Linked DNA regions of Mus musculus: regions 2, 3 and 4 are each linked to region 1. The links are chromatin contacts, called in public Hi-C and HiChIP or PLAC-seq maps. All regions are on one chromosome and are shown on one strand. Each heading gives the region's core, a stretch centred on a gene start, on an enhancer-like site or on the middle of the called end of the contact. The rest is flanking DNA. Distances are from core to core; before and after follow the strand shown.

What was found. Hi-C and Micro-C count contacts between places; a contact is called where the count stands out from the background. HiChIP or PLAC-seq counts read pairs in DNA pulled down with a chosen protein or histone mark.
Region 2: a Hi-C map of the N1E-115 cell line shows a contact between it and region 1, with 2.7 times the contacts expected there. The contact joins the promoter of Il6st here to the promoter of Slc38a9 in region 1. A contact is called at or near these places in 7 of 39 promoter capture datasets (3T3-L1-derived adipocytes, embryonic stem cells, hippocampal neurons and 3 more), 2 of 484 Hi-C or Micro-C datasets (the N1E-115 cell line and embryonic stem cells), 3 of 115 datasets of contacts at active chromatin or transcription factors (bone marrow-derived macrophages, memory CD8 T cells and microglia) and 3 of 9 other capture datasets (adipose tissue, liver and pancreatic islet).
Region 3: an H3K4me3 HiChIP or PLAC-seq map of bone marrow-derived macrophages shows a contact between it and region 1, with 3 times the contacts expected there. The contact joins the enhancer-like site here to the promoter of Slc38a9 in region 1.
Region 4: an H3K4me3 HiChIP or PLAC-seq map of bone marrow-derived macrophages shows a contact between it and region 1, with 3 times the contacts expected there. The contact joins the enhancer-like site here to the promoter of Slc38a9 in region 1. A contact is called at or near these places in 5 of 39 promoter capture datasets (the 3T3-L1 cell line, 3T3-L1-derived adipocytes, the HPC-7 cell line and 1 more), 1 of 15 datasets of contacts at CTCF or cohesin (the G1E-ER4 cell line), 12 of 484 Hi-C or Micro-C datasets (the BV-2 cell line, the G1E-ER4 cell line, the HL-1 cell line and 8 more), 3 of 115 datasets of contacts at active chromatin or transcription factors (the SCID.adh cell line, bone marrow-derived macrophages and embryonic stem cells) and 2 of 9 other capture datasets (embryonic stem cells and pancreatic islet).

What each region holds. Positions count from the first base shown.
Region 1 is chr13:112,656,440-112,663,127 of GRCm38.p6, reverse strand. It overlaps Slc38a9 (solute carrier family 38, member 9), which reads right to left and starts at 2,362. Exons shown (of 15, transcript NM_178746.4): 1 at 2,256-2,362.
Region 2 is chr13:112,459,732-112,466,419 of GRCm38.p6, reverse strand. Il6st (interleukin 6 signal transducer) reads right to left here and starts at 2,350. Exons shown (of 17, transcript NM_010560.3): 1 at 2,170-2,350.
Region 3 is chr13:112,507,344-112,514,031 of GRCm38.p6, reverse strand. No RefSeq gene overlaps it. Among named protein-coding and RNA genes, the nearest start is that of Il6st, 47 kb to the right of the region's middle. Within about 2 kb of position 3,046, at least 43 of the 459 cell types and tissues checked have an H3K27ac peak or open chromatin away from gene starts, as enhancers often do. A contact at or near this core is called in bone marrow-derived macrophages, where this site is marked.
Region 4 is chr13:112,525,750-112,532,437 of GRCm38.p6, reverse strand. Il31ra (interleukin 31 receptor A) reads left to right here. Exons shown (of 17, transcript NM_139299.2): 13 at 624-770; 14 at 2,019-2,159; 15 at 4,885-4,978; 16 at 6,523-6,604. Among named protein-coding and RNA genes, the nearest start is that of Il31ra, 52 kb to the left of the region's middle. Within about 2 kb of position 2,362, at least 33 of the 459 cell types and tissues checked have an H3K27ac peak or open chromatin away from gene starts, as enhancers often do. A contact at or near this core is called in 3T3-L1-derived adipocytes, bone marrow-derived dendritic cells, bone marrow-derived macrophages and 2 more, where this site is marked.

The DNA.
Region 1 (6,688 bases), core at 1,113-3,612:
CAGGTCTCTAAAGAGGATGGGGCTCTAAGTTAATCTATGACCTGCATAGGTATGCTAAAAGTCACAGAGATACTAGAAAGGAAAGGATGGCTGATTAATGTGTGACTATAAGTTGACTCCAACCCCAGGCAGCGAGGAGCTGGGGCTTGCTGTGCTTGGTGGTAGCATGGTCAGAGATGGGACTTGCTTGCCTGAAGTGTTCTCTAGTTATGACCTGAAGGGCCTAGGTGTTCTAACACCCTCCCTATAATTATCCATAACTGAATCTATAGTACCTATGCTAAGATGCTAGCATCAATTTGCAGAACACACTAGGTTGTGGTAAGATAAATATTTCTATGGACATAAACATCCAAGGAGTTTATGTTCTTTCTCAAAGGCTGATATTAGTTATTATCTAATACATTTACATATATGATAAAATTTAAGATACGTTATATTGTTTATTAGGCATAGAGAGACTTTTTCTATAATGGGGCAGAAAGAAATTGTTTAAGCCACTGGGCATCTGGAATTATTCAGCTCTGCCTTTTAGTATGACAGATAGTATGGAAATGAGTATACATGGTTGTATTCTAATAACACTTTTTAAAAGGAAAACAGACATCAGCAGGCGATATTTTGGTAAGAGTTTATCTACCTCTGTAGTATTAAAAAAAAGGGAATTGTGTCATTCAAAAACAGCAGCCTGGTAGATGCAGTTATTACACGTGTATCTCTTTTCTCTATAAGTCCACTAGGGTCTACTAACACACATATATTCCTTCTTTATGAAGACTTTACCGGTGTGTTAATAGCTAATAGCCATAATTCTACAATTCTGATGTTACAGGGCGGAGGAGGGGGAGGCGCATTTTTCTACTCTGCTTAACTAATGCTTCAAAGAATGTTAAAATCTGGCAGTGATGGACACAACGTAGTCTAGAAAGCACCAAAGCAATACTATGACAACAAAGAACTTCTCCTTTTCCTAGATGAGCAACACTAGATTTTCTGAAGTTGAGTTTTAGATTAAAACAAACAAACAAATAAACAAACCAAAAACTACTAGCAAAGCACTAAAGTTTAAATGTATTATAAAAACACAGGCCTGCTAAAAATTTTTAACCTCTTATAATTTTTTTCCTTTTTCCTATATCACTAGTGTTGGACATCACTATGTGCACCATAACACCTGTTTTTTTTTTTTTTTTTTTTTACAAAGGTGCAATGACCCATATACACGCTGGGTCTTCATGCTTGCAAGGTCAGCACTTTAGAGACCAGCCATTTTTCTAGCCCTGGGTTTCAGATTTTAAGTCTCACTATTTAAACTGGAGACCATCCGTTCCCCTGGCTCACCTAAGTCCTGGGCTTACAGGCTTGCCCCATGTCTATCTGATTGTAGTTGTTTACAAGGCATACAGGTTTCTCTTTAATTTACAAGTTTCTTTTGATCTACTGAAAAGTTCTGTTGAAAACAAATAACAAAACCCCAAATAAATAGCGAACAAACAAAAACTTTTGTCTGGTACTCCACATGCCACTTCTTTGTTATATTTGAAGGCATGGAATAGGAAAACAGAGAGTGACCTCAACAATAAATGAGGCACTGCCAGGGGATCCTTACAATTAGGTTTTGGGCAAGTTGGCTAATAACTGACTGATGGATAAGCAGATGTCTTCAATTTTTAAGACATCCTGATTTGTAAACCGAGGAGAAAACGTTTGACTAGCTGCCTCACAACTCCAGTATTTCAAGACAGCCAACACAGCATTGCCACCCACAATTAGAGCAGTCAGTCACTCATGGGCTGGGGAAGTAGCTTGGTGGTAGAGCGACTTCATTGCCCAGCCCTGGGTTGCATCTTCCAGCACCTGTCCCAGCACAAGTGAGTCAGAGTCAAACACCAGTGTGGTAGGCACAGCAGGGGCTTCCGCTCCCAATTCTCCTCTCTAGATCTTTCTCTATCCCTGCAATAATCCCAACAGTCCTCTCACCCCGGCTTCGGGTGTTCATCTGCTGTAACCCTTCCTGCCTTTTCCCAGCAGACCCAGACTTTCTCAGCTCCCGCGGACTCCCCGTACTTGACCCATTCGAGGGACCTGCGCCACTCTGGAGCAGTGTCCCTAGCCCGGGGCTTGGCTCTCCCGGCATCCCAAAGACCCCTCCGTGCTGACAGCCCGATGGCTGCAAACTCAGCCCTTCCTTCCTCGCCTGGGCTCCCTCTTGGACTGTCCCAGGGTGAGTTTGCCAGGAGCGAGAACGTGTCTACCTCAGCAGGCCAATCCCTCTACGTCGGAAAACCAGAGCAGGAGGCGAAGACCCTTTCACAGACCTCTCAGTTGGCAGCGGCTTAGAGAGAATAGTCCTCTAAACAGGAAGAGGCAACGGCTTAGGCCGCGGGGGATGGCGGGGGATGGAGTCCTAGGAAAACACAGTCCACCGCTTCTGTGAAAGCGCCGCCATCTGAAACTACAACTCCCAGAGGGCTCTGCAGCAGCCGGCCAGCCTATCAAAGAACCCCGCCCTCCAGCTCCGGAGGCGGGGTCGCTGAGCAGGTGCTCGAACATCTGACCGGCTGGGTTGTCTTCTCCTCCCGAACTACCTAGGAAGAGAGAAAAAGAAGAGATCTCTTTAGGTGCTTTACAGCATCACAGGCCACGTGAGAACAAGATGATGTGCCTGACGTCCCTGGTGACGTTTTTCTCAGGCTTTCCTGGCTCGTGTTATGTTCTTAGGTCACGCCCTTGGATCCCGAGGGAAGCTGGATTGGGGTGGAATGGGGGAGTTGTTAATGAGCATTGATTTTTCTCCTGTGGTCTTCTTGTTTGTTTTGTGTTTGTTTTGGTTTGTTTTTTGTTTTGTTATTCGAGACAGTTTCTCTGTGTGTCCCTGTCTGTCCTGGAACTCACTCTGTAGACCAGGCTAGCTTCAAACTCAAAAGATCTGCCTGCTTCTGCCTCTGCCTCCTGAGTGCTGATATTAAAGGCGAGTGTCACCAGTGCCAGGTCTGGGTCTCTCTCTCCCCCTGGCCCTCCCCCTGTCCCTCCCCTCCCCACCCCACCTAAAGTCAATGTATGTTGGTAATGAAGTCATCTCATGGTAAGATCCCTAAGACTGATATGGCATGTCTTAAAACCAGGGCTCTATAAAGAAAGCTAACATTCAAAAGCAATGTGCTGTAATGTGATCAAGACCCCAAGACCTAAACTTATCAAATAGTAATGAATTCCAAGAATTTTACATTTATCATTTTGTAAAGTCTTTGGAAACTTCATGTTTTACCTATTTTTACCGATAATGAAACAGTCTTAGAAAAGTTGTGACATGGCAAGGCTAGACAGACTTTCAAGTGGCAAAATATCTGGAATTCAAACCAAGGTCTTCCAAACTCTGCTCTCAAACTCTTCTAAATATCCGCTCTGATACTGAGGGCTTAAAATTGCAAGTAGTAGTGAATGGTGCCTTTTAGGGAGATACAAGTTATTTTGTTGACAGTGTTCTTGTTCCAAAAGGCTTACAACTGCATCTGGCTGTACATCTGCATCTGCATTTGAAAATGAATGATACATGATTTTTGTAAGTCTCTGTAATAGGAAAATTTTCTTTTTCCTTTCTTTTTTCTTTTTTTCCTGAATTCCAGTCTGAGAAAACAGTTTTAGTCAAGATTGGAAAGAGCAAAATAAATAAGCACCTTACAACTGCTGGAGAGATACTTAAAACCACAGTAACAAAATTGCTGAATTTGATAAGGCAGCTCTGGCCAACTCCCACTTTCAGGTAGTGGTGACCTTAAAGATGGCAGTCTACATTCTTGACGAAGGTCACTGGCACCAGAGGGAGAAGAGACCTTCTCAAGAAATTGTAACTGCCTAGTGTTCTTGAAGGTTTCCTACAAGGTTTTACCTTGGTTTTATGGGCAAAACCTTGGTTTCATGGTTTCTTGGCTCACAGGGCAGTGCTTGTCCAAATATTTGAACACATAGTCATAGCTACAGGCACAAGGTCTCAGTTCAAGCAAGAAATAAACAGACTAGTACTGTGCCAGGTTTCCCACTAAGAAATCCTTAATAATACATTCATGTACTATAGAATAAGATTTAAAAATTTCTCAAGATACAGATAGATCAACAATTGAGAACAAATTCTAAGACACACTTAGCTTGAGTTTCCATTGCTGAAAAAAAAAAAAGCAAGTCGGAGAGGAAAGGGTTTATTTGGCTATATCAGTTTTCATCAGCAAAGGAAGTCAGAACAGGAACTCAAACAGGGCAGGAACCTGGAGGCAGGAGCTGGTGTAGAGGCCATCATGTACTGCTGACTGGGCTGCTCCCCATGACTTGTGTAGCCTGTTTTCTTACATAACCCAGTACCACCAGCCCAGGGATGGTACCACCCACAATGGGCTGGGCCCACCTACATCAATCAGCAATAAAGAAAATGCCCTACACACAATACCCAGGAACATGTAATGGTCAAGCAGAGAAGGAGGCCTCTAAAGGGAAGATTCAGAATGATTTGCTCGGAGCAGTAGACGAGAACAGCCAGGAAAAGCCAGGGAGGAGAGTACAGTTTTTCATGACTGTTTGGTTTTTATTTTTATTTATTTTTATATTTTTAATTACAGTCTCTGTATCCCACATTGACCCAGAACTTGCCCTGTGACCCAGGATGGCCTTGAACTTATGACCCTTTTGCCACCTAAATGCTAGTAGTAGCAGCAGCAGCAGCAGCAGTAGTAGTAGCAGTAGTAGTAGAACCTGAATCACCGGGCCTAGTTTTTTCATCTGTTTTTGTGGAAAGTTTAGCTATATACAGATGTAGAAAGTATGGGGAACCTCTATGTTTCCATTACTCATAAAAAAAAAAAAACAAATAATAAAGAACCAAGTCTCATGTCCTCTATAACCACATCTTGGTATATCTAAAATACAGAGACTGTTTTTAAGAAGTCATAACCTCCATATCAGCATACCTAAAACATGAATATTCGCTTAACATTGTTTAGTATCTAGTCAGTTAATATATTTCCTGAAGCTGTGGAGATAGCTCAGTTGGAAAAGTGCTTCCCCACAAAGCACAGAGACTTGGATTTAATCCCCCAAAACCACATCATAAGAAAAAGCCCAGACTCATGATGGCATGTGCTGGTGATACCAATGCTGGAGATACAGACACAGGTGAAGCCCCAGGGCTCACTGGCTGGCCAGGCTAGCCAGCTGATCAGTGAGAGACCTTGCCTCAGAAAATGAGATGGATGGCTCCCAAGGAAGGACACCGAGGATGTTCCAGGCTTCCATGCATATAAACATACACACATGCTCCCACATAAAAAAGCATGCCTTCACACACACTCAAAATAAATATCTCAATTTTTGTTTTTGAGATCGGTTCTCACTATGTAACTCTGAACTGGCCTAGAACATGCTTTGTAGACAAAGACTGGTCTCAAACTCATAGAGATCTGCCTACCTCTGCCTCCTGAGTGCTAGATTAAGGACATGTGCCACCATGCCTGGCCCAGTTTCTTGCTTTGTATTATAAACTTTATAGCTGGTAAGACTCTGGACCCACACGTGTTTGATTTGTCTCTTCTCTCCTGAGACATTTTTTCCCAGTAACATTTCCTGAATTTTGTATTTTATTGTCTCTGCATCTGTGCTGAGACATAACATCTTCTGTTTCTTCTATTTGCCATGAACTGGGAGTTAAGTCTAAGAATTTGATTAAAGCTGAAGTTGAGTTTGAAATCAAACCTCTACATGTAGCGTTTTGTATTTCCCACTGTGATACATCAACCAGCACATGGTTCTTGGAGGTCTTTGCTTTGTGGTATAAAGTTGGCCCAGTGTGTTTAAATGTTGTCCTCTTTAAGGAGGTAGCTAGGTAAGATCACACGCCGGTTACCTACCTCCCTACTGATGCACTAACTGGTGTGTCTAGCCTAGCCTAAGGCCCTAGGGTACCATGCATCCCATAATAGCTTATGTGAGGCCCAACACATTTGTAGATAACAGCATCAGGTCATAGTGTCATAAGGTTGGACACCCCTGGCAGAGTTTCCTGTACCACACTATCTTCAAAAGAGCTAAAGAAGTAAGGTGGAAAAAAACAAACATCATAGTGTTCTGATTTTACTGTAACAGGAAAAGACTCACTGAAAAGATGCCAAGGCCCAGATTTCCCCTCCCACAATTCCAAGCTTCATGGAGAATGATACCTCCACTTTGGGGATGGAGAAGGAATTAAATCCTGACCACAGACTTGAAGCAGTAAGAACTTATCACCGTGATGTCAGTTCTGGGTGGAACCCTATGCATCCCGTGGCCCTGTACCTGCAGATGCTGCTGCTGGACCTGTGATAGATGGCCAGTACTACAGTTAGGAATCTTTCTGACAACTGCAGCTTTTAGAATGGAAATCAAAACTCCACCTACTGGATGGCACAACATGAAAGCAAGGACTGTGCCTTGCAGCTCAGGGCCAGCCTTAGTACTAGTCTCTGAGGGACCGTTGCTACCACCGGTTCCCAACCTGTAGCAGCACAACTATCCTGGACCAGGGTTCACGGATGGAGCTCAAGACCTTGACATCTGTCACAGTTATGCTCTGCACCATGAGGAAGTTGTCTCAGTTTGCCTTACTGCCACAGCACCGGCTGTGGGCTCAGCATTGTGACACTCAGAGCCACAGTTCTGGAGCAGG
Region 2 (6,688 bases), core at 1,101-3,600, 200 kb after region 1:
AATAACGTGTTCGCCTTTGTATAAAAGGGGCGAGTAAGACCTACTATTTAATAAGGCTTTGAAGGGCACATGAACATAAGCCAAATGTTCTGTGACTGACATACCAAGTTGCCTAAGCAGTAGATAGTAAACTGAATATATTGTGGTAACGGCACATGGTAGTCCTTTACTTTGTCCCATGGTCCCGTTCTAGCCGCAGTTCTACATCCGGATTTCGATCTCTCTAGTTTCCTCTTTACCCAAACCTTAACCAGGTTCCCAGGCTGACCTCTGGGAACCCCACTGAATATTTCAATTCCAATCCCTAAACACCCACAGTACTTTCTGTATCACTCATTATTTCATTGAAACTACTCCCGTATCCGAGTAGTTTTTCACACAGTTTGTTTACCCGATTTTGTAAACTGAAAAACCTAGGTGCTATCTCAGGCATCTTTTATAAATTCCAGAGCAGGCTGAATGCTTACTAAAATCATCTCACCAGAAACCTCACCTGTGATCAATCCACGTTTGCAATCAAAGATGAGGAGAAAGCTTTAAGAACTTCCTGCTTCCTTAGCAGACAAGTTGCAAATGTACCAGGGCCAGGTGAAGCAAATGTGTGGCAAAATGACACCTGAGATCACTTCCAGGGAAAACCCCTTCCTGCTCCCACTGCAGGGTTGTGGACAACACTCAACTCCCCAGACCAAACTGTAGGAATGCGATAAGAGATCCATCAACACAACAGTTTGTAGGCACAGGCTTTGGAGCCATGTTTTTTGAGCCTGTTCCCTTTTCTAGAAGGTAGATATTGTAACACCCACTTCATAGGTATATAATAATCAGTATTCATTCTAGCACTGAACTGAAATGCCACATTCTCTTAGGAAAAACTATTTCAAAATGAAAACACAAAGTCATAAATAAAACAGAACAAAATGCCCAGTTACATAAGAATGTTGCTTTAAATGAGCGGGTAACAGTATTTGTAATATTCTAAATCACTAATGCCAACAATACAAATTTCTACTATAAAGTTTATCCTTAGCTGACCTTTCCCCCACTGTAATTTTTTCTCTCTCTTTCTCTTGTGAGTAGAAGCAAATGAACACACACACACCCCACCCCCAGAAACCTGTGGAAAACAGAATTTAACCGACTAGCAGATTAGTCCTACAAATGTAGCATTCCAGATCAGAGCTCAAAAATAATTCCCAATGATAAATATAAACACAAACTTGGAAAATTAAGACGATGACGATCATCCCCTGATAATGTGTCAGTAATTTCAAATTAAGAGTCGTTCCAACTGGAAGCTGGCAGTCAGTCAGTCACACACGGTCTAAAAGAGTTTGTTTACAACACTGACCAGACCAAAGATTTTTCAGAAGATTCGCGCTGACATTCCAGCACTCACTGACTACTTTTAAGCAGTACAGCTGCTGTAATGTCCAATAACTATACAAATTAAGCCAAAACGAGTTTCTTCTTAATGGAAAAATGACAAGAACAGAAGTGGACCAAGCCCTTTATATTATGTTTGCTTTGAGTTTCTGAATTTTGGTTGTTCATCCAAAAGAGAGCCCCCTGCCAGCTGGAGAAGGGGACACGTTTACGCTTAGGGGAGGAGGTGAAAATCTAAAGACCGATGATGGGCTTGCTCTCGGGATGTAAAGGCACGCGGGATTTATTAGGAAGGGTACGGACCGAAGGGAAAGTTAATATTTATAAACACTGGACTTTCATTAACGCCTAAATGTTAAGATGTCTGGGTGAAAAGTTCGCTCTGGATTAAGAAACATCAAGAGCAGGGAACGGTAGCATTTCACGGGACACAGAAGACCACACTTTCTAGGGCCATGTCCAGAGTAGGATCAGGGAGCACGGCACGGGAACTGGAAGAACGCAGGACGCGGTCACCCAGGACGCGCGATCCCGAGAGGACTTTGGGGCGGGGGCTTCGGAACTGTGCGTCAGGAACGCGGCTGGAGAAGGCGGGTGACAACATCAGGGAAGTCGGAGCCCGGAGCGGGGAGGGAAGGAATGCGGGGATTCCCAGGCCAGCCCGACCAGCTCCGGGCGTGCGCTCGGCGCCGGTCCAGCCCGGCCCCGCTGGGCCTCGGGTGCCAGGTGGCGGCCGCTCCAGGCAACCCGCACCCTCCCGCGCCGGGGCCCTGTTCTTCTCACCTTCCGGACGCGAGCCTCGCCGCTCCTGAGCGTCCCTCAGCCCCGCGGATCCCGGCCCACACCACCGGTCCCTCAGCGGAGCCGCAGCCCGGATGGCTCGAAGCTCTGGCCTCCCGACCGCACACGCCACCCTCCGTCCGCCGCTGACCCGGGCTCTCCTAGCTCCGCCCCCCACGGCCCCGCCCCCCGGAGCCAGAGACCGCGAGCTCATTGGCTCTGGTCAGTCTCGGAGCGCGCGGCCATTGGCTCCGGGTCGCCGGAGACGAAGGGGCGGGACTGCAGGCCTCTGCGATTCCCGTAACGCGGCTCCCGGCGTCCGGGATTCCGGAGGCTGAGCCTGGTCGCCTTTCCTAGACTAGATCGAAGGCTTCCCCGCCGCACTTGGGTGGGTGGCCGGAACGGAAAGTTCCATTTTCTCTAGGGTAATGGGTCGCGGACAGCAACCCAGGTGCCTCCCGCGACCCCTCTCCCCGGACCTCGGCTGTCTCCCTGGGCTGTCTTCCCCAGAGGGCCTGCGAGCCTCCGGCGACTGCTAGGAGGCCCTTGGGACTCTGGAGGCAAGGGAACTCCCTGGGGACAGGGCAGGACTTAGTGGCCCTGACTGTACTCGCCCATAGTGACCGCTTCGGACCCAGGCTTAAGTAAACGAACCTTGCTACTGTGCAATTTTTGTTGTTGTTAGTAAATGAGTTTGGGTGTCATTGATTGATCCGTGAACTGGTGACCTGCCAAGAAACTGTTATCTTTTTGCGGTTTGAGTCGCCTGATGTGTGATTAGAAATACCAAGGAAAAACCTATTTCATTGTAATCCACCACCCTTCCCTTGATTGGAAAACGACCTTAAGGCTGCAATGTGCGTGAGTGCACGTGTGTGATGTGTGTATGTGTGTAGTGTGTATACAAGCAAGTTGAGAAACTTAAAAGATAAGGGATGTGTAACTGTAAAGAAACACTCCAATTTGCATTGGTTATCTTTTACTGAGCACGGAGCCCGCCCTTGGAGTGCAATTGATATAATATATAATCAGTGTAACTCCACTGATGGAAATTGATTTTCTCATTCCCAACATCTACCTTTTGTTTTGCTCTAAAGGAGACAAATGACAGGAAGCTGGACGGATGGAGGGGTGTGTGGGAGAAGTTGAGGGAACAGCAAAAAAAAAAAAAAAATCTGGTAAAAATATACTGTATACAATTCCCAATAAAAAACTTTTAAAAGTGAAGAAATGACTCAAAAAAAAAAAAAAAGAGAGAAGGCTAGAGACTTTTGGAAGAAAGGCTAACATAATGATTTGCAGAGCAAACAAATACCCATTAATTAGTCATTGTAAAGTTCTTTGTTATATTGACAATTCAGATGAGATCAAATGGATCAAACTGCAGTCTTGCTCTCTGCCCCTCCCTCCCCCTTTTCTTGCCTCTGTTGCATCTCTATACCCCCAGCTCTGAATTATGACCCCTTAGCTGTTGGTCAGCTAGTTTGAAAAAACACTGCCAAGGGCCTGGCTAAAAGAGTCTCAAACACACTAGTGGTTGATGTGCTGAAGCTAAAGATGTGTTTGTCTCTTGCTCAGGGTGTGACAAGATCGAATGGAGGGAAAAGACTTGTAAGGGCCTTTGTTCAATTGAAGACCTTACAAAGGTGCTTAGTAGGTCTGCTGAACGACTATTTAAATGCAAATCCTACGGTTGTTACTTCCCATTGCTGTGACCTTGGAAAAGTCTTGAGTTTCTTCATCTGCAAAATGAGGAGGACGGTTCTGACCTGCTAAGTTGCAAGAATGAACTTATTTAAAACAGCGAGAGGGTTTGACGCACTGTTCAGTAAATATCAGGTGTCCTCGAATGACTCCTCTGCCATCGCACCTCAGTAGACCTTTCTGCATTACAGCATTTATTTAAAAGTTTGTTTATCTGAGGTGGTTGTGGATAGAAGGAGGTGAATGTTTTATAATGGATTCACCTGCCTTGGACCATGGGTGGGGAATCCGAAGGCCTATACTGCCTCTCTCGCATACATGACTTATCACTTTGTCTGTATTGGCTCAGCTCAAGCCTTGCCACACAGCAACTCACACTTTGTGAGAGTGATTAAAATCCTGAGCAAAGGGACTGGAGAGATGGCTCAGCAGTTAAAACGCCTGATGCTCTTGCGGAGGACCCAGGTTCAATTCCCACCACCCATCTCAGGTGGCTCACAGCCAATGTAAGTTCAGTTCCAGGGAATCCAACAATCCTCTTCTGATCTCCAGGGACCCCTGCACATACATGGTGCACATAAACTCACAAAGGCACACACAAACATGAAAAGAAAAAGAAAACCAACAACTTTGACAAACAATCCTAAACAGAAAAGATAAATCAATGCTTGATGAAGAATTTTCAGAACTGCAAGACACTAAGAAGGACGCACCCACTCTGTGGAAGTTGCTTGATTTTCCAGACCCCTCTATAGAATATTGGTCCGGAAATAACCCCTTTCTAGTTAAGAGTTAATCACTAGAAATCCCCATTGAACATTGCAATGTATGGGTTTTTGTTTTGTTTTGTTTTGTTTCCCGTTGTAACATCTTGTTGGTTCTAAATATGGTTGATAATAAGTACCAGTTGGTGGAAGAGCGTATAGGGAGAAGACTGGGTAGAGGAGTGTCATATGCCCCACCTTCCTTCTGTGAGTAGGACAGGTGAGCAAAACTAATGACACATGCTCTAGGATGAAGGTGACAAATGTGGAAGACAAACTTTACCTGCTTTGGTCTACCTAAATCTGGCCCTGACCGGGATAGCTGCATAATTCCTTGTCTGTGCCCTGGAATGTTTCTGAAACTCTGTGTCAGTCTTGTAGTTGGTCACCCGCCCTAATGTCATCTAATGAGTGCAGCCTCCTAGTTGATGATTCATTGACTGCTCTGAGCTCACCATTTCTCATCCCTTTCCAAAGATCATCAGCTTCATTGTATATGCAAGCGGTCCACAGGTAAAGCCACGCCTCCAGCCCAGTCAGCTAAAGAAACGATGCCATCTCTCCTAAACCTGGGGCTGTGTTTCCTTCTCAGTACCTTTAGCCACCTACAGCTGTAAGCCTTTGTGCTCACTCCCACGGAATCTGCAGTCAAGGTGACGTTGAGACTTTGTTCTCAGAGCTGATCAGTTGTTTCCTACCTGTTCTCATCTTCCTAAGCAATGAGAAACTTATAATCAGCCATTTTAGCAATACTCTCACCAGGGTCTTCAGTTCCCTTGATCTTTGGCCGTATTTGCCTTATCAGCCTAGTTCCTAACAATGTTCTCTTCCCTTGGACGGTACCTAGTGCTTATTCTTAGTGTTGGAATCTATGTCATTATTCTTGGGAAGGGTCAGGAGTACCACTTGTGAGCATCCTTGACTTTTCTTTCCCATGTAGGATTCAACTACTGTTGATATGTAGCCATTTCCTCTGTACCCTTCTGTCACCCAAAAAGGAAGGTCCTTCTCACACACGCGTGCGCGCGCGCGCGCGCGCACACACACACACACACACACACACACACACACACGCACACACACACACGCACACAATGTTCATAAGGAATATTATTTCACATTCAATCAAACTTTTCTTAAGATCTGCGTCTGGAAACTGACATTATTACATCAAGCATTGGGCTATTTTGGGGGACATGAATTCCAGGAATTAGGGAGGTGCTGATTATTTCAATCTGTTCTGTTTATTTCCTCAGTAAACATTTACCGTCAATTATGTTCCTGCACTGATATATGTCTAGAAAAGAAACATATATTTTTTTTTCCTCAAGGGAGTAAAAGAATAACACGATATATAAGTAAGCAAATACTCATGATATCAGTGTTATGATATCAATGTCACACTGTAGCAAAGACAGTAAAGGGGTGTTTAGGGAGCGCTCCTGCGTGAACACCCCAGGAACAGGGTTTCCTCTGCCTCGTTCATATGCCCATACTCCCCTGGGCAGGTTACACAGTCACAAAATTCTCTATGCTAAAATTAGATCTTGTCCCCTTCTTGAATGTGAACTTGAGACTGTACTGGTCAGAGTACAGAAAAGTGGCCCTGGGTGGACTGGGGGCTTCCACTGTGGCCTCTGAGAGTGTGGAGATGCCCCGTACAAAGTCCAGGAGCTCAGGGGAGCATGAGGAGAGAGCTGAGACTATCTGGAAACCGAAAGTGGTCCTGTTGATCTCTGTCTTGCTGCTGCCCCTGCTTTGGACCAAGAACATGAGCGGGGTGTTTGATCTTACTGAACACACACAGACTTTCCTGCTCTTACAGAAACAATGGCTTCATTAGGAAAATGGAGACTTCATATTTTCCTGCTGTCATTTCTCAGCATGTGTTAAGGAACTTTATCTTTGGATTGGGTTAAAATGTCTGATGTTGGAGTGACTCACTTGAGTTTCATTTAAAATTTGATGAGTACATTTTGGCTTTGATTTATTAAAAAAAAAACCCTATACATACTTCTGCCATTTTTTCATTACATATTTATATGAAGTGTGAA
Region 3 (6,688 bases), core at 1,797-4,296, 150 kb after region 1:
CCTAGCACACACCAGGTCACAGGCCCAGCTGGATGTCTTTAGTTTTGTTTTACAGAGATAGGCCTTCAACCTTATTTGGGGTGCATGAATGCACAGCTGCTAATCAGGCTACAAGACCAAAGGAATGAGGGAGGAAGGGATGCTGGCCTTAAGGACAGGGCTAAGCACTTTCATTTCAATTCAAAATTCCAGATGACCCACAGGACACACAGGTGCACATCCCAGCTAATGAAATATTCAGAGCACTAGGAGAGCTGAAACCAGAAATGGGCTCCGTGTGGTGGTATTTACTAGTAATCCCAGCAAAGCACGTAGGAGGCAGGGAGATGAGGAGAGTTTGAAGCCAACCTAGGGTATGTAGTGGTCCCTGTCTGGAAACAAGAAAAGCCAACAAACTGATGATCATCATCACATCCCATCCATCCATCCACACACCCACCCATCCATCCATCCATCCATCTATCCATCCATCCATCCATCCATCCATCCATCCACCCACCCATCCATCCACCCACACATCCATCCACCCACACATCCCCCATCCATCCACCCACACATCCATCTATCCACCCACACATCCATCCACCCACACATCCATCCATCCATCCATCCACCCACCCATCCATCCACCCACACATCCATCTATCCACCCACACATCCATCCATCCATCCATCCATCCATCCATCCATCCATCCATCCATCTGATCGACCAACCAACCAACCAACCAACCAACCAACCAGACAACCATGGCCAGACACATGGACATCTCCAGTTTCTGTGCTTCAAAACTGCTTTTGGAGGAAACAGCTCAAAGGAACACACCCACAGTAATATAGCTGGCACTTCAAAACCAACAATGTACTTAGACACGAAGCTGCACATTTCTCTATGTATCAGCATATATTAAGGGGTTTGTCCATCCTCTTCCGAGATATGTTTATCCACCGGCTGTCTTGTCCTCCAGGAAATAAAAAGGAGTTCCAGGAAAAATGACAGACTTGCTGGCTGTTGATTTCTACACAAGCTTGGCAACAGCCTCCTAGTTGACGAGTCAGGACATCTTCTGGACTAGCTCCACGGGACATCCTTTTATCTCTTCATCAGGGGTGGGGTGAGGGGGTGGGCATGATCCACCCAAAGGCCTTCATTTCTGAGCAAATACTCTGTATTATTTGCTCTCTCTCTCTCTCTCTCTATATATATATATATATATATATATGTTTTCTTCTGAGCTCTGATTTTTAATGTAAATAAAATTCATCAAACATGATGACTATTTGGACTATTTGTAAGAAATCATTCTGACTTGTAATATTTTCAGACGCACTTTAGTGTATGTTGGAAAAAAATTTTAAAAATGTATTGCATCTTCCAATGTCATAACAAGGACCACCCAAGTTCTAATTAAGAAAGAGAGATAGATAACATTTTTTGAGGTTTTTAATATGTTGTTTTTGAAAGTATTGGTATTCAACTAGGGAAAGTTGAAAGTATTTATGACTTCTTAGGAATCACGAAACATTTGGGAGTGGAGGGGGGGCAGTTGATGCTGTTGAACATGCCATGAACTCGCTAGCCTCTGACCTTTGTGTCCAACATGCTGTGATTGCAGGCATGCACCACCAACGTGGCTTAGGACACTGGTTAATTTGAACAAGAAAGCCACCAGTTCTAACTACACCTGTAAATGTTTCATACATGAATAACATCTCTGTAAATTCCAAGAGAATGGTGTTGACATTATGTTTTATTACACATTCAATGAAACATTCTTTTATTTCAATTTCATGATTTTTTTCTTGGCTTGCTACTGATGGGAGCTAAGTGTTAAAATGGACACGCCCAACTCGGTCAGTCAGAAATCACTTCCGTGGCCAGCATCACTTAGACACAGTCTATGAAGCAAACGTGTGTGTGTGTGTGTGTGTGTGTGTGTGTGTGTGTTAGTCTCTTGAAGGCAGGTGGTTTTGATGGAAGGCATGGGTCGGGGTTCAGCTGTGTCAGGTGTAGAAGCAGGAAGTTAGGTGCTAGGCTGACAGGACCTGGGCAGTTATCCAAATGGAGCCAGTGCCCACTGGGTGTTAAGTGTGGCACCTAGATAGGCCTTCCACGAATCCTGGAAGTTTGGTGAACTGAGGTTCCGTGAATTTGTCACTTTGCATGAGCCCAAGTACCATCAAGTAACCATCATGGAGGTCCCTCATTTGCTCTGCTGGTCACTGTCATCGCAAGTATAGGACTGTACCTCCTCTGTCACAATTTGGAAGGCTGCTGTTTTATAGAAGTGAGGTCAGGGATGGTCACTTAAGTTCCCCAGAAACAAACCAGGGGACAAATACAGGTCCAGTGACTGAAGGGCTACTCCAGGTGGAACTGGGAAGGGAGCGGGGAAGCATGGAGGGACGGGAAGACCCCTGAGCAGGTCGATCCCTGGAGGACTCTGAAACTGCTCCTTGGAGCTTGTCCACGGTAGGCAATGGACAGACTGCTCTGCCATTGCTGAGACCATGCCCACAGGGTATGCAAGCTCCAGCCACAGCTTTTCAACTCTGCCGTAGTGAACAAGAGCGCCTGGCGGGCTGCCAGACTCAACCGAGCGCCTTCACGCAGGGCTTTTTCAGATAAGTTTACCAAACTTTGTCCTCCGTTCTGGAATGGCCTGTTCTGCAGTTTTTAAGGCAGACCATAGTTGCTGGGAGCAAGAGTGTTGAGATAACCCATTTATAAGTCTCAGACTGGCTGCCTATTCACCTATGGCTTAATAATTTCCTAGGCCTTGTTTATCTAAATCTGTAAAGTGGGGAAATAGAATCACACACACACACACGCACGCACGCACGCACGCACGCACGCACGCACGCACACGCACACGCACACGCACTCACTCGTGACTGAGAGATGAAAGCCAGTGCTGACAGCGCTGAGCTGGGTTCAGCAAGTCCTCTGTGAACAACAGCAACCTTTTTTCCCCCCATCTCAAGTAGGGTGAGTGTCTGAAAGGTTGTACCAGGTCTGCTTACCTTCCAACGCCCCAGCTCTTTCTAAGTATGGCTTTGCACCGTTTTTAGCTTCGGGGTGGGTCTCTGACTAAAAAGGGCTGAACACAGGAAGGCGTGGGCTGGCCAGTTATTACTGAGAACACATTTTCCTGCTCCCCCACCCTGTTGGTGCCACTTTCCCTGACAGCATCCAAGTAGAGATAGGATTGTTCAGGTTGGAGGGACCCAGAACCTTGGAGGAGGCCAGCAGTCTTGGAAGAGGTGTGTGTGTGTGTGTGTTATATGTATGACTACAATTAGGAGAGGGAGGCTTGTGTGGTGTATGGCTGTAATTGGGAGATGTCTATGTGACTCTAATTTCCCTGAAAGAGGAAGTGGACTAGTTCTCAGCTCCTGGCCATCAGTAGTGACTGAAGATTCCCTGACTAGGGTGTATTCTGTGGTCCCTGCTGCTAGCTCCACTTCCCCCAGCTCTTATAGATGGCCTTGTTGGCTTCGGCATGGGCCCTGACATCAAAACCTTCCTGGTTGCTTCCCTAGGGAGGAGGCTGGGTTTGCTGGACCCAGAGACAGGTTCAGTGGTGAAAGCTGTCTAGATGAATCCAGTCTCACAACTCGCTTGTCCCCGACCCCCCTTCTCCTTCCCCCGCTCCCCTAGGCTGGTTGCCTTTCTTTCTCAGGAGTCTTGGTCTGATTGGTCAGTTTTGCCTGATGTCTCTGTTCCATTTTTCTGTTGCTCTCAGCCCCCTTCAGACTTCACCCAGAGCAAAGAAACATTCCCAAATGGTCCCTCATCTCCCTTGGTCTACTTATCTCTCAAATGCTGGAATGTCCTTCTCAGAGTCAATAAAATGGAGAACTCAGAACATCTTCCACTCTCCTGTGGTGACAACCCTACCCAAACACCCACACTGAGCCCTTTGTATGGGAGAACACGTATGCAGTTTGTGGGAGAATCTTTATATATTCCTTTAAGAAAAAGCAAGCAGTAGGAGGCTGAACAATCCTCAGTAAGAGAACCATTTCCCTCTAGGGAAGCAGGATGATAATCCTTTTGAACAGGAAGGACTTTTATCCATGTACACAGTGCAGTCAATCAGCTGGGAGACTACATCAGAAGGCAAGCTGGGCTTGTAGTAGTGTGGGACTTAACCAAATATTCCAAAGAGAGGGTTTTGTATAAAGCTCACTATAGATTTGAAGGGGTGAGATTCACTCCTTGACTAGGTTGTAGGTGTGATCCACCATGTTTAGATTAGACTTTAGTAGCCACGACCTTTCCTTACCTAACTAGCCAACTTAGCTTTATGGCGAGGCAAACATGGACATACAGCAGCACAGGCACTGACAAGCCACAAGGTGGCGCAGTACCTCTATATTTGGTCCCTGAGCACAAGGGACCATGGACTGGGATGAAGATGCTGGGATTCCAGAATTTATGTAGTAAGTATGCAAACTGTCGGCTACTGTCATGTCTTCTGTTATTGAGGCCAACACTGTGTACCAGTTTATTCTAGCTCCTAGTCCATTATGCTAAAAGAGCATTTAACAAGTCATAAAACCCTCATAAAATATCATCTATACTAAGACCCATGCTAACCAACACCAGTACTGATAAATGCTGAAACGCCATACATGACGACACTCAAGACGGTGGTGACCGCAGACAGAAAAGACAGCAGCTTCTTTCTCAGATTTATTTAAAGGGTTAGAGATGATATAGTAAGACATTTATGGCAGGGTCAACATAAACATGATCGCTTTGGTTATACTTCGCACATGCAACTTACTACAGAGGTAACACAGGTACAAGCTTCCATGTGAAACTGCACGGGTGGTGGTGGTGGTGGTGGTGGTGGTGGTGGTGGTGGCAGGAAAGGAGAGAGAACTGTGCGCACGTGGAGTACAGCTAAGAGCAAAGGTGTAAGAAGCCATGCCTAATGCCTACTGCCGCGCCAGGCTAGCAAAGTGCATTTGCTTTAAAGTCTATCACACACAAGCATTAAGGCTACAGAGCTTCCAACCCCTCCAACATCCCTTTCTTTCTGGCACGTCACATTGTCCTGCTTACGTAGCAGCACTTGCAGTCTGCAGCAACCAGACTAAGCGAGCAATCACAGGACTAAGAATTCCTACCCAACCAGCCTGGTACATTTCCATCCCAACCCTCCCTCACCAGCATTGACAACTGGTTAAGTAAAAGGAAAACAACAACAACAACAACAACAACAACAACAAAACCAAAACTGACCAGTTTGTGGGAGCTTACAGGTGGCAAAAAGCCCTAAGAGTTAGACCGAGTAACATCTGGAGCCTGCCATCACCTTTTCCTCGTTAACTGAGTGAGCATATGCTAATCTGCATGTGACAGGAAAACAAACTTTTGTCTATGAACTACTTATACCGTTTGCCATTTGATGGCTGTGTTCTAACTCATCGAAAGGCACATTTGAAAAATGCAATCTTACCTGGGCAAAGTAACCTACCAGCAGTACCTATAGCCGAAAGCTAGCCCAAGAGGTTATTTTTAATAATTGACCTTTACTTTTTATTTACTTTTTTTTTTGCAGCTTATTGATTCTACTTATCTCATTAAAAACTTTACTAGACAGAAGTTGTGTTAAAAACTTGCTTTTAAAAGAAACTCAGGGACATGAAACAGAAGAATGAACGTAATAGGCTAAAGTCTACTGGCTTGTTCTACTTGGTTAATATATGTCTATAACAATGAGGCATCCTATGATTACTAGGTCTAAATTTATGCCATAATTTACTAATTATGTGAGTAGAAAAAAAGAGACAGCTTTAAAAATAGTATGTGATGTCTAATTAGCAGTCCTACTTTTAACAGCTTTGATAGTGTCCCATGAAGTGGAAACGTAAGTGTTCTTTGGAAAGTCAGCTGTGTTGGATGTTTTGCTAAAGCAGACACGAGAAGGAACGTTTCGCTGAAGTGGACACGGGTGAAAGGATGCTTTGCTAATGCATGTGAACGGGCAGGTGATGGGTTCTTTGTTCACTACATGCCTCAAGTGTTGTTGAACTCCATCTGTTGGGCCTCCATAGAGAGAAACACTAAAAACTTCTGATGTGGTTCTGGTGGCTTGCAGCTTCCGCAGACGCGGGCTGATTGGCAGAGTGATGTCAGCTGATACAGACTCACACACAAGACCCGAGGTGAGCCCAGGCCCGAGGACACTTGATATTTGGAGGGAGTATATACAGGACTCAACGGATGGTGATGGCCTTACATATCTTCGTTTCACTGAGAGGCACAGCTGAGAACTTCGAGTTCTTCCTGCTTGACTTGTGCTGAGGCCGAGGCCTGGCCATTCCTGCTAGTTATGCCACTGCTGCTGCTATCCTGACACTACTACCGACCTGGACTGCTGGTGTAGCCTTGACATGTTTGCGAGTGGATGGAGCTGCCACTGCTGACCTGTCAACTGAACAGCTGATTTTCTGACAGTGCACACAGGAGTTGCTCCAAAGAACCATTTTTTAAACAGGTCCACTTCCCCCACATCCTTTCTTTTCCACTACCTCTGGTGGGTGGTGGGCTACAAGGGAGGCTAAAGCATTTAAGAACCATTATTACAATTAGGGTTGAGGAAAAAAAAAATCAAAAACTACAGTCCAGTAAATCCTTCTACCTCTTTAACCCTTTAAGTTCACAATAAGAACTAC
Region 4 (6,688 bases), core at 1,113-3,612, 130 kb after region 1:
GATTTCTCCCTGGGACCTGGGGGCTTGCCCATTGGTGGAGCTGCCCATTGGCTGGCCAGCAATTCCCAGAGATCTGCCTGTCTCCACCCCTTCAGCTCTGATATTGTCACAGAGGCCACCATGGCCAGCTTTTTACTTGACCTTATGCTTTCACGGCAAGTGCCTTCCCTGCTGGGCTATCTCGCCTCCTCTCAGGTGTCTTTTGCGAGGCAATAGGCAAGGTACACCACTCAGACTTTATCTTTTGGGAAATGAGCATCTTCTAGATTCAACACTGGAAAGCGTCTCCTACTGTATAAAGGTAGGCCAGGGAAGCTATACTTTATAGACAGGAATGAAAACTGGGTGCTAATTGGAATTGGGGACCTACAGGAAAGTACATTTTCTTGGGGATTTGAAATTCCTTGTCATCTTATATAAGATGCCTGACTTTGGGGGGGGGGGGAACCCAATCTCTACAAACAAGTTCACTCCTCAGTCCCCCGGTTCAACTTCCTTATCCCAACCCCAGCATTGTGGGTTTTGCCTGAAACAATGGTAGCAGCTCTAGGGCAGCGGTTGATCTTCCGGGATGTGATTCAGCCTTGGTAATTTTTTTTTTTTAATCTCCCTGACCTCTGAAGCTCCATTAAAAGGTCCTGAGACCAGGGTGGAGAACATCGGTCTGAGGACAGCCACGATCACATGGAAGGAGATTCCTAAGAGTGCTAGGAATGGATTTATCAACAATTACACTGTATTTTACCAAGCTGAAGGTGGAAAAGAACTCTGTAAGTGGGCACATGGCCAGGCTGAGCAAGCTCAGTCCACCCCTCCGCTCCCCCCATCCCCGAGATGATGTGAATAGACCTGACACAGAGGTGGCTCCAGGGCTGTGACCGGCATAGTCATCCAAACACTTAGCTTCTCTGTGCTTCTCTGAAAATAGAATCGAGGGCACTACCTCAGGAGTTACAAACGTGTAAAGAAGTCCTGAGGAGGACTGGGAGGAGTTGATAGGACCTCTCCTGCTCAGTCACAGAATGGGTGGGTCCCCTCAGACTTTTCTGACCATTGTTTTGGGTGGGATTTGCCCATCTTAAAGAGTAGATTTGTATGCAGGGACAGCCCTTGTTTGATGGTACTTGTCTTAGTGCAGAGCTCTTTAAGTGTAAGTTCTACCTCCCATTGCCCAGAGCTTTCTTTTTGAGTCCACAGTATCTTCTGACATCCTAAGCTCTGGGCTAGGCTTGGATTTCCGTTTAGGCTAAATTTGATTTTTATTACATTATAGTACACGTAATGTAAAACTTGGTACTAAATATTTGAAGGTGTATAGTTCAGTGATCTTAAGAACATTTACCAAATTGTGTAACCACCACCGCTCTTTTCTCCCCCTCCATGTGGAAGCTCTGTGTTCTTTTAATCAATTGTTCCCGGGCCCCTCCTCCCATGGCCTCTGGTAACTACCGGACTCTGCCTATAGATTATTATTCAGATTATTTCACAGAAGTAACAAGGCTGGGGAGGCAGCTCAGAGCCCGAGCATGTTTCTAGCATGCACGAGGTTTTACGTTCACTGCAAAATAAAATAGGTTAACCTTACAGCCTGAGTTTTCCCAGGGGTATCTCATTTAGAAAACTTTTTCCCCTAGTCACTAATGATATCAAGCACTCGTCTGTTGTAGTTATTGGCCACTTGCATATCTTCTTCAGAGAAAGAACTTCATCACCCATTTTAACATTAGATTGTCTTTAATGAAGTTCAGTTTAATATTGTTTGGGGTAGTTGCTTGTGCTTTGAGTATCATATTTTATAAGAACCCTCCATAAATTCAAAGTTGTGGATTAGTTATTTGGGCTTTTGAAGGGTTTTATACTTTTAGCTCTTATGTTTAGGTCATTGATGCATCTTGGTAGACTTGTTTTAAGTGGAAGTTGAGAAGTTAGAATTGCAGGTCAGGGCACCCTGGGTCAATGCGAACACACATTTTCAGTTTGGCTTGCTATACTAGATCGGTTTCTATTTTTCCTTTCAGCCAAGACTGTTAACTCTCATGCCCTGCAGTGTGACCTGGAGTCTCTGACACGAAGGACCTCTTATACTGTTTGGGTCATGGCCAGCACCAGAGCTGGAGGTACCAACGGGGTGAGAATAAACTTCAAGACATTGTCAATCAGTGAGTACTGGCTTCAGGCCTCATTCTGGAGTTTACTTCGGGTTGGAAATATTTGACAGGAGCAAGGAGAGCCAGCAGAGGGCAGCAGAGCATGGCTTCTCCTGCTCTCTCTGGCTCACTCACCTCCCAGGAGTTACTGAGGAGCTGGCAAAGGGAGGGCTGAGTTAGACCAACAGGCCATTTTGATCCTTGCTGGTAAGCAGCCACAAATAATCTTAAGATGAAGCAAGCAACATCCACTTCAGCCTCAGCCACGTCAAAGGCTGTTGCCTGAGCTCACACTGCCCAGTTCCTAAATGTCAGGAGTTGTGCAATAGAACCTGGGAAGGAACAACTGGTTGATCAGAGGTCACTGACAAGGGACTTAATGTTACCATCTGCGGTGGGGCTTTTGTTTCGTTTTGTTTGTTTGTTATGTGTATTCAACTTATCAGCTTTTACGTTGAAAACATGAAAAGCAAGACAAATTTGTTAGATATCACATATAATGTGAAATATAATAGTTTAATAATTGAGTAGGAAAGCTGAGGGCATGTAATAGACAGAGGGAAAAGAAGAGGAAAGCCAGTCTGGTCTACAAAGTGAGTTCCAGGACAGCCAGGGCTACATGGAGAAACCCTGTCTCAATCAATCAATCAATCAATCAATCAGTCAATCAATCAAAATTCAAGCAGCATTGACAAGTTTTGCAATAACTACTATAAACCAAAAAAGTCATCTTGATGTATCTCAGAAGCCCCTTGTTATTTATGTTCCTGAAGACTAAAGTAGACCGTGGCTCTGAGAACCATGAGCAAGATAACACGTTCTGTCCTGCAGCCTAACAATGCCTTCTTGGTATTCTTTTTGATACAACTTCTAAAATAACTTTTTTTTAAAAAAAATAAAAATCATGTTACAGCTTCAGAAGACTGGGTACAAGTTGTGTCAGCTCATGAAAATTTCTCTCAGGATCAAATTGAAGGCACAATCCCGTGCTGGACCCTTAAAAGTTCTCTCCTTGTTCCGTAGATTTGAGGACAGACTACTCTACTTCCCTCCTGGGTCCTCCACAACCCATTCTCCTTTTTATGAACGACTATTTATTATTATTATTATTATTATTATTATTAATGTGTATATGTGTGTGTCTGAGTAAGCTTATGTACACCACATGCCTGCACTGGTTAGAACAAAGTCTCGCATCGCTTGCAACTGGAGTTGAGTTGCAGGCAGTCGTGAGCAGCTGTGTGGGTGGAGAGAGCTAGACTTCTGCAAGAGCAGCCAGTGGTCTTATGACCATCTCCCAGACCTCTAGAACCGACTCAGGCACAGCAGCCACAGTTTAAAGTTCTAGATTTTCTGAACTCACCAGTTACAGCTTCATATTTTAAACAAAATACAAGCTACCCTCCCCTTACCTCATTTCCCATCACTTTCTGACTCGGTTTCTCTCCCTCTTCAAAGCTTTGCATCTCCCTTTGCTTTTCTGCAAAATCCAGGGCAGACTCTAGATTAGATCTAGCCAGGCAAGGTGATGCACGCCGGTCTCCGCACCCAGGAGGCTGAAACAGGAAGGTCTAAAATATAAGGCTAGATCAGCCTACACACAATGAGACCCTATCTGGAAAATTAAATAAGTGATACATAAATAAATAAATAAATAAATAAATAAATAGAAGATTAAGAGGCTAGCCTCCCTTCACTTTGCCCTAAGTACTCTATTTGATCATCTATTTTATCTGAAGTATTTTTAACATTATTCTATTACTTAGGGTCCTCTAGGAGAACAGAAGTGATGTGGTTTAAGTGATTGGAAGCTAGGTTCTTCAGCAGTGGCATTCACCATGCAGGGACCCCGGTAGCCACTCGGTCTGAGAAGTCTGAATCTTTAGAACAAGAGTAGGAGTTAAGGCCGCAGTCCCCGTCTAAAGATGGATGCCTGGAAGCTCTCTTCAGAGTTGTGTCCAAAGGCTGGCTAAGCTGAAGTTGGAAATCTGTGGATAATGACCACAGCAATCAGTGTTCGTGCTCAGGGAGAAGAGAACTTGGGTGCACTGACCGTCTTCCTCTTTTTCGACTTTTAGCCCATCTGGTAGTGGTATTGCCAGCCTATCAGATGGTATTGCCTGTGTTTAGGGTGGACCCTCCCCTAAGTGTTCTCCCATGTCAGTTCTTTGGACTCACCCTCACAGACACAATAGCATGCATGTATTTGCCATTCTGTAGGTATCTCTTAGTCCAGGCAAATTGACAAGTCAAAGCTTACCTGTCAAAGTTTATCGTGTGAGTTTTTCTACCCCAGGATATACGAAGCATGTGAGTGAGGATCTGATTTTTTTTCTTATTTGTTTGTTTTATTTCTCAGAATAATGGGGGGGGGAGGCTAATAGTTATGCTAGTAATTACTGACTAAATGGATGAAGTTGGAAGCTAACCCTGACAAACACAACAGCTATCAGTACATAATATGTAATACTTGGAGATGTCAATGAAACCCATTATTCTGTAAAATATAATAACACAAAAGAAAATATATCAATATCTATCATGTTATATAGGGAAAAGACAGCTAGATAGGGAGCCAAAACCCCAGTGGTTTCAATAGAAATAAATTAAATTTAAATAGGAAATTAAAGAGAAATGTTGCTAAAGAAAAAGAAAAACTAAAAAGAAAAAGTTAATATTTGATTCTTGTCAAAAGAACTTTACTGACAACTGGTCTTTTGTTCTCTTTGTCACAAAGGTGTGTTTGAAATTGTCCTTCTAACATCTCTAGTTGGAGGAGGCCTTCTTCTACTTAGCATCAAAACAGTGACTTTTGGCCTCAGAAAGCCAAAGTGAGTTCATGATTAACACTGAATGTCTTAACAATCGGCCACAGAAAGCAGCAGGTGCCATCCTGGCACATGGTATGAGAGAGAACTCTGCCCCAGGGGAGGGCTGGCTCATTCATTCATTTGATCCATATGTGTGAGAAGGATTAAAGGCCATACCCTCAGACTCATGAGGATTCCCACAAACAAGAAGACATATTTGTGCAGGTCTGTACCCCAAATCTAGATTCTTCTGAGGCCAAGGGAGCACTACCTATCCCATAGGCTCTGCCTGCCAATGTCTGTCACTTGAGGCTGGAGCAGAAAGGAGACTGAGCCCTGGGTGTTAGCCAACTGGATGAGAGCACAGGTCTGTTCTTTGTGATATAGAGAGTGTGTGTGTGTGTGGGGGGGGGGTGCTGGCTGCAGGTACATTTGTCCTGACTGCTCTTGCCAGTGTGGGGAAAGACATTCGTCTTCAATATCTTATATTTCTCCCTGCAGTGAGCCTTAGGCTGCCTCAGTGTCCCTCCTTGGTAGGGTGCTCTACTCTGGCCCTTGTGAGCTTTCTCTGCCCAGCAGCTGGGCCTCATTTGTGACTAAGCTAATGTCAACCTCAATCATGATCAATATACTGCAGCCAAGTCACAGCATAAATTTTTGTACATCATATTCTTAAGTAATCATCTTCAATCTAGACACATGTCAGAACTGGATCCTGCCCCAAGAGTTTCTGACTCAGAGTTCTGGGATAAAGACTAGGAATGTGTCTTTTGATTAGTGGGTGATGCTGGTGCTGAAGTTGGGAACATACTTTGGGAACACTATGCAGAAGTGTGGGTAGTTAGTGCATCAACTGCTCCTGAGAATGCATTTGCCAAAGTGACAGTAGTGCAGTTTCCAACATCAGGACCAGGGTAGAGATACACAGGTAATAGAGAAAGAAAGGAAGGTAAGGATATAATTATGTGGGGGAAGCATCTCCTTTTGGGTTGTCCCATAGACAACTGCTTCCTATTTCCTGTCAGTCAAGAGTGTGGATACTTATTCGTATTGAATAGAAATCTGGGCAGCTGCCTTCTGTCTTGGTTATTTTCTATTGCTCTGATAAGACATCATGATCAAGGCAACTTATAAAGTTTTTATTTGAGGTTTATAGTTTCAGAGGGTTAGAGACCATCCATGACCATTACGGTAGGGAGTATGGCAGCAAAAATGCTGGCTTGGCTCTGGAACGGCAGCTGAGAGCTCATACTTTGAGATAACAGACAGAGAGAGCTAACTGAGAATGGGTGGGCTTTTGAAACCTCCAAGCCTGCCCCCAGTGACACACCTCCTCCTACAAGGCCACACCTCCTAATCCTTCCCAAACAGTTCCACCAACTGGGGACTAAGAATTCAAACATGTGAGCCTGTGGGGGCCCTTCTCGTTCAAACCAACCAGACCCTTCTTGAGTAGGGAGTTATATGGTTGCCTTTAATAAACCCTGCCCTTAGCTCAGCCACACATTATGCATGCACTATGTCCTGAGCTTACCTCCTCTCTGTAAAATCTCATCTTTTAACAGCCGGTTGACTCCCCTGTGTTGTCCTGATGTTCCCAACCCTGCTGAAAGTAGTTTAGCCACATGGCTCGGAGATGGTTTCAAGGTACACGTTACTGGGTTTTGTCCAGAAAATTGTGCAGACTGGGAGGAGGACCAGGTGGGTGGGAACGGGAGGGGTTTTCCCCAA